2 separate regions of the Columba livia genome follow, and region 2 is linked to region 1. Evidence: chromatin contacts called from public Hi-C data. All regions are on one chromosome and are shown on one strand. Each heading gives the region's core, a stretch centred on a gene start, on an enhancer-like site or on the middle of the called end of the contact. The rest is flanking DNA. Distances are from core to core; before and after follow the strand shown. Region 1 overlaps CCNY (cyclin Y). Region 2 holds the start of CCNY (cyclin Y).

Region 1 (3,003 bases), core at 231-2,730:
CTATGCAAATGCAAAATGCAAACGTGCCCTAAATTTGTCACACATCTCTCATAAATGCTGCAAACTACTCTTAACACCTAAATTACCAAAGAACTTATTTACTCTCTTCAGCCTTTCATAATCAATCATTTAAAACTAGTCATGGGAAACCTGAATTTTTCAGCATACTGTCTTATCTTTCTTTATAAACAGAATGAAGCAATTTTTCCATAGGACGTGCAATCAAAATTCACAGTGGTGATCATTTGTTTTTCAGTACCTAAAACAAATGACACTGTCAAAACAGCTGATAGGAGCAGAGGTTCTATTTGAGCTCCCACCCTGTGAAAACTTTGGTTACCTATACTAGTACATTAAGAAGTATGTTAAGAAATATGCAAACCAACGAAGTTAAGGACTGAAAATTTTCATAAATTGCATGGTAACCAGACATCCTACATAATACTTATGCAGGGACACATGATAGATTCAAAACAGTGATTTCAAGACATGAGAAATAAAAAAATAAATGGGTGGTAAGAGCTGCATGTTTACTGAAGACTATATGGACCACACAGCTGTGTTACCAGCAGGTATTGACTATGACATTGCATTCAAGCTACTTTTTGAGTGCGGTGTGAGTGTGCAAAGGATGTGCAGGCAGCTGGCAACAGACAAGGAAGGATCTGAGGATAAGCAGTGGTACTGGTACAGTAGTTTTTCAACCCTGAATGATTTTTCTTCTTGTCACTCTACTCTTACATCACTAACATCATAATCAGTGTCTTTCCTTACCTTCACTCTCTCTCTCTGCCAAAATTCTCTGTTTACATAATTACAAATATTAGTTAACAATAAAAGACTATCCAAAAGACAGATATGGACTCCTTGGAATGAATTCACACTGTGGAAGATTCTATCTTTTAAACAATAAAAACGAAAATTACATTTTAAGATGTCTATCAATAAACAAAGTAGATTATTTCCAAATGTCCTTTTATCCTGCCACCATTTTACTTTCTGCAAGCTAAGCCTAAAGATCTAGGTTAAAGGATCATATAAAGCCTATTTTAATGCAGAAAGACATTGTCTGTACCTCTTTTGAAGAGTACTGCCTCAGATTCTTACTATCCTCTAGATCTCAGATTTGAAGTTTAGATCAGCAGACAAACTACAGCTGAGAAAGAACTAAAAAAATACAGCTGTTTCTTACTTGAACTAACATAACTTAACTAACCACGATACCCTCCTTCCCCCATACATCTACATTAGACTGCTTTAGCATCTGCTTTCCTGTGGCCACCCCTCAGATTCACACAGAAACTCAAGGTGATGCTACACACACGACCACAGACACAGCTACCGAGTCCTCTGGTAGCTTTTAGACACAGCTCAATGTAGTGCTGGTGACTTATAAAACCCTGAAAGGCCTGCACTGCTTATGCTGAATGATTCACAGCAGTTGAAGATTTTGATCTAGAGCTTTTCTGCTTTATTAATATAAACAATGAAAGGCCCTGTCTTGCACAGAGCTAGGCACTTAAAAATCATAATACTGTACTGTCCTAACTACCTGAAAAATAAGAAAAAAAAAATCCATCACACTAGGGATAGGAGGAAAAAAATACTGGAAAAACAGGCAACAGGAATATAAACATCAGGTCAACAAGCATCAAAATCTTCGCTGAAGGATTGACAAGAAGCTCCAAACACAAAGCCAGATTACCAAGAACCACACAGAGAGCAGAGGGCCCCCCAAAGGTTTCTGGAGTTTCTGAGAACTCTGAACAGGTTAAGAAGCTACGAACTTTGAGGACAAGGCCTCAGAGCTTGGCTAAGGAATCCACAGTGCAGAAAGCAGGCTGGTGTTACATGGGAGCACAGGCCTGCCACGTGAGCCATGGTGTTACACAGCTCAAGTGCAACTGCTAACAGCAGCACCATCGTATGTGTTTGTCAAAAACAATAACCTCTTTTCTTTTTGTTTCCATTCACACTATCACAGTTTGCCTCATCGCCTGCCTTCAAAAAAAAACCCCAAAAAACCAAAAAGCTCTGAGAATCAGCAATTTCAAAACTCGTATTTATAACCATTCCTGATTAACACTGTCATGTGCTTCAAGCTGTTGAGCACTCCAGCTCATGTCCCAGCTTCAGAAACACTTTAAAAGCCCTCAGATTTGCCTTGAAGAAGGGAGGCAGGCCCTTACTGCCACCGAACACCCAAAAGCGCAAGATCAAGGGAAGAGTAGCTTCGCAAATATCACTCAAGAAACACTCAAAACAGTCAAGGAAGCGTTATCAAATTATTCTGCATGGAATAATACTGGACAAAGAAAGGTGAAGGGCCTGATTTCAGCTTCTTGCCCCTCTTAGCCCCACTTTTATTTTGGAAATCTCGTTCTGTCTGGGTTACATTGGAAAATAAGTCCTTAAAGTAGCTTATATGTTTTAAAACAGATACTGAAATGGCATTATGTGGTATTTCCCATTTCTATTTTGAAACGAGAGTTTTTCCCCAAACTAATGAAAGTAAGTCCGGCATACCACAGCCACGCAAGCTTTGTGTTTTTCACTTTGACTCAGGAAAAAACACCTTATAACAAATTGCTTGTTGATACAGATTTAGAGATAACTTTCCTAATACTTGAGCAATGACAGCTACTCACAATTTATAAGTCTTATCTAGTAGTGTATGACCATGCCTAATTTAAAGCCATCAGCTGACTCCTAACACTCGACCTTTCCCTTACAGATCATTTTTAGACCAGCTATAAATCTGACAAACGGTGAGCTATAAAGAAACTAAATTAGGGCCACTTTAGCAAAAACGCTTGGCCTTTCACTGCTTTGAGACTGCAAACTGAGATTCAAAAAAACATTCTGTCTTTGTAAACATTTCTTCTCATCTACTTCCCTTCTTCCTTTTTCCCTCCTCCCAGAGTGCTTATGCACTGCAAACTCTTGTCAGTGGCTGCCATCCTGATTTAAGTGAGTTAAAGCAGAGACAAGTCTATATACTTC
Region 2 (3,003 bases), core at 220-2,719, 110 kb after region 1:
CCTTTTATCAGGTAAAGTTTTAGGACTAAGTACTTCAGCTAATCGAAAACTAAATTACATGTATACATTAAACCACATCTTTAAAATTAAGCTGTATTCTGGTTAGTCAGAACAGGAGCACATTCAGTCATTACTAAACCGGGGGAAATATGGCTTTTTTGAATATCACTGCAGAGAAAGAGAGGGAGAGGTGGCATTCATGATATCATAGAGTAGTGCCTCATCATGGCAGTAATGGGGAAGGTTGTCATGGCAAACAGTTCTCCCACTTTTACTGCTGGCTGGGTTTGTCCTTTAAATCCTCGCCCCTGCAGAGGCCCGGCAGGTGACATCCCAGGCAGGTGACGCTCGCTGTGCACCGCGGGGGCTGCACTGCCCAGCCCTGCCGGGAACGCGGCCCTGGGCCACAACCGAGACGGGTGCTTGAGCCACCGGGCCCCGCGGCGGGGACGGGTGTCAGCAATGTCACCTCACGGCACCGTGGAGGGAGAAGGGTCTTGGCAGCGCAGACCCGGGACCAAAACACCGCACCTTGCCAGAGGATGCGGCGGGGAGGGGGAGCTGCTGCCCAGCGCTGGCTGCCAGGGTCCCACACACCCTCCCTGGGGACAGGAGCAGCTCTGAAGGCTAAACCCCGCGCAATGTACCGCGACACCCCCGGGAGACCCACAGGGGCGGACACGGGGACCAGCACCGGGCCGTGGCGGCACGGAGGGGCACGGAGCGGCTCGGTGCCAGGGCAGCGGGCTCAACGCCGGGGCAGGGTGGCGGGACCGGCCGGCCCGGCCCCACCCGCGGGGCAGCCGCCCGGGTCCGAGCCGTGGCCCCGTCGCGGGGAGGGGAAGGGAGGGGAAGGGAAGCGGGGGTTCCCCAGGCCGCCCGCCCGCCCTCACCGTCGATGTTCTCCCGGTCGCTGATGTGCTGCAGGTTGCAGCCCGTGTCCTCCCGGCTCAGCTCGGCTTCGGGGCGGTAGGACTCCAGCCGGGAGTGGGCATTCCTGCGCAGCTTGGGGCTGGAGGACACGCAGCAGGAGGTGGTGTTCCCCATCTTCTCTGCCCAGCCCCGGCCTGGCCCGGCTCGGGAGGAGGCGAGGGGCGGCCGGTCAGCAGGGGCGGCGGGCAGCCATGGGCAGCGGCGGAGACGCGGGGAAGCGGCGGGGGAAGAGGCGGCGGCTGCGGCGCCCTGCGGCTGCACTCGCCGGCGGATCTCCCCGGCGGTTCATCCGCGGAGGCAGCCCCGCAGCGCGGCCCGCCGGCGTGGGCTGCGGCAGCTACGCCCTCCTCCGCGGGCAGGCAGCGCAGGGCCCGCCGAAGCACAGCCCCATCGCCGGCGGGGCCGCCGCGCTCCTCCCCCGCCCCCGCGCAGCCGCCGGGCCGCTCCACGCACGCACCCACGCGGCAGCGCCGCAGCCTCCGCGGCAGCGGCAGCCGCAGGAGCAGCCGCCCCGGGCGGCCCCCGCCAAGCGGTTCCGGTTCAAGCGGCGGTGACGCCTCCCGCCGGGCGGGCTGCGAGAGCGGCGGCCGGAGCTGTGCCCGCTCCCGGGGGACGGCGGTGCCCGGCCCGGCGGAGAGGGGCCGCCCCGAAAGCCACCGGCGCTGCTGCGGAGCCCGCCCTCCGCTCCGGCCGTGGGGCCGCCCGCGGTGCTGGCGGCACTGCGGCCCGGCGGGCCAGCGCTGCCAGCCGGCGGGAACCGGCCGGAGCTCCTGCCCTGAGCGTGCTCGGTCACCCCGCGCACACCCACACGCGTATATTGTACATAAGAGGGGGCACGTTGTTGCCAGAGCCAGCGCGGGGGTAACAGCAGCAGCTGTTGCCGCGCTGGGCGCTCCCTCCCCCAGGCGGGAGAGGCGCCGGGCTGGGCACGCACCGGGCGGGGGTTCCGCGGAGCCACCGGGCGGCCTGGTGGGGAACCCCGGCCCGAGGGACCCCCGCTGCCTTTGCCGCAGAAACCCGCCGAGGCCCCCGGCGCCATGTCCGCTCCGCCGCCCGCCCAGGCCCCTCCGGCCCGCGGGTGGGAGGTCTGGGCAGCTGCCAGCGGGGAACTGTCACCGAGGGGCTCCAGGTTTTTAAAGAATTGAGGAATTCTTTGAGAAGTTGTTAAGAACTCCTTCGGACTGACGGTGTCAGAGAGAACTGGCCAAAAAGGAAGAGGGGTGTGTAATGTGCCCCTGCATACCGCTCTACTGTGTTCAGAGCTTTCCCAGTCAAAATCCACCTTTTCAGTGTCAATGTAACGCTAAAGATGGAGACCGGGCATGTTTTTCATTGGTTTGATGAGTTGTTTTTTGGTTTTTTTTTTCATTTTAAAAATCTCTGAAGCAAATCTCATGACTACTGGAGGTCTCAGGCACAGAAGTTGAATGGTTATACTGATAATTTGATAACAGAAAAGCACATTTGTGTGTTTATAAAAAATGCTTTGACTTACAGCCACGTGTCCAGGGAACAATTACTTGCTAGTCTACAAGGCATCTCATGATATCTGATGTTTTTGTAAGATCTTCTGAAGTCAGATGATCACATTAAAGACTTGCAAGTTTTCAACACACATTTTCAGATCACACATGGCAAGGAAAAAAATATTTTTTAATTTTCAGCTATCTTTGAGTGTTTATTTAATGCCAATAAAAAACCCTAGTACAAAGGAACAACGAGAAAAAGAAAGTTTAGGGAAAAAAATATTTTGAGGAAGGTTTGTGTACCTAATTTTGACACCCCCCAAAGCACTGATGGGCAGCAGTTTGTGAGTTACATTCTCCCGTTGTGTTTGAGTAACTCGAAGTGAATAAGAATGGGTTTAGCATCTTTTACATATTAGTGTCTTCAGTAATTTGCATCCAAACAAAAGGAAATTAAGTATTTGCTGGAGCTCTGGTCTAGGAAGGTTATCTGGTAGGATGTTGTGCTAACTGGTGTTTTCCCCAGCACGCAGGTCCTTGCTGAGGGCACCTGGGGCTCCTTGGAGCAGCCCCTGCTCCTCAGCTGCCGGCCCGGCCCAGGCCA

Evidence for each region. A called contact is a pair of places that touch in the nucleus more often than the background predicts.
Region 2: a contact with region 1 is called in a Hi-C map of crop, with 5 times the contacts expected there. The contact joins the promoter of CCNY here to the enhancer-like site in region 1. A contact is called at or near these places in 2 of 2 Hi-C or Micro-C datasets (crop and liver).

What each region holds. Positions count from the first base shown.
Region 1 is chr2:14,803,646-14,806,648 of bColLiv1.pat.W.v2, forward strand. The region is part of intron 8 of CCNY (cyclin Y); the gene reads right to left. Among named protein-coding and RNA genes, the nearest start is that of GJD4, 11 kb to the left of the region's middle. Within about 2 kb of position 1,481, at least 1 of the 3 cell types and tissues checked has an H3K27ac peak away from gene starts, as active enhancers do.
Region 2 is chr2:14,917,220-14,920,222 of bColLiv1.pat.W.v2, forward strand. It overlaps CCNY (cyclin Y), which reads right to left and starts at 1,470. Exons shown (of 10, transcript XM_065055119.1): 1 at 894-1,470. The coding sequence starts at 1,047. It overlaps LOC110359956 (a long non-coding RNA gene), which reads right to left and starts at 887. Exons shown (of 2, transcript XR_002415542.2): 1 at 1-887.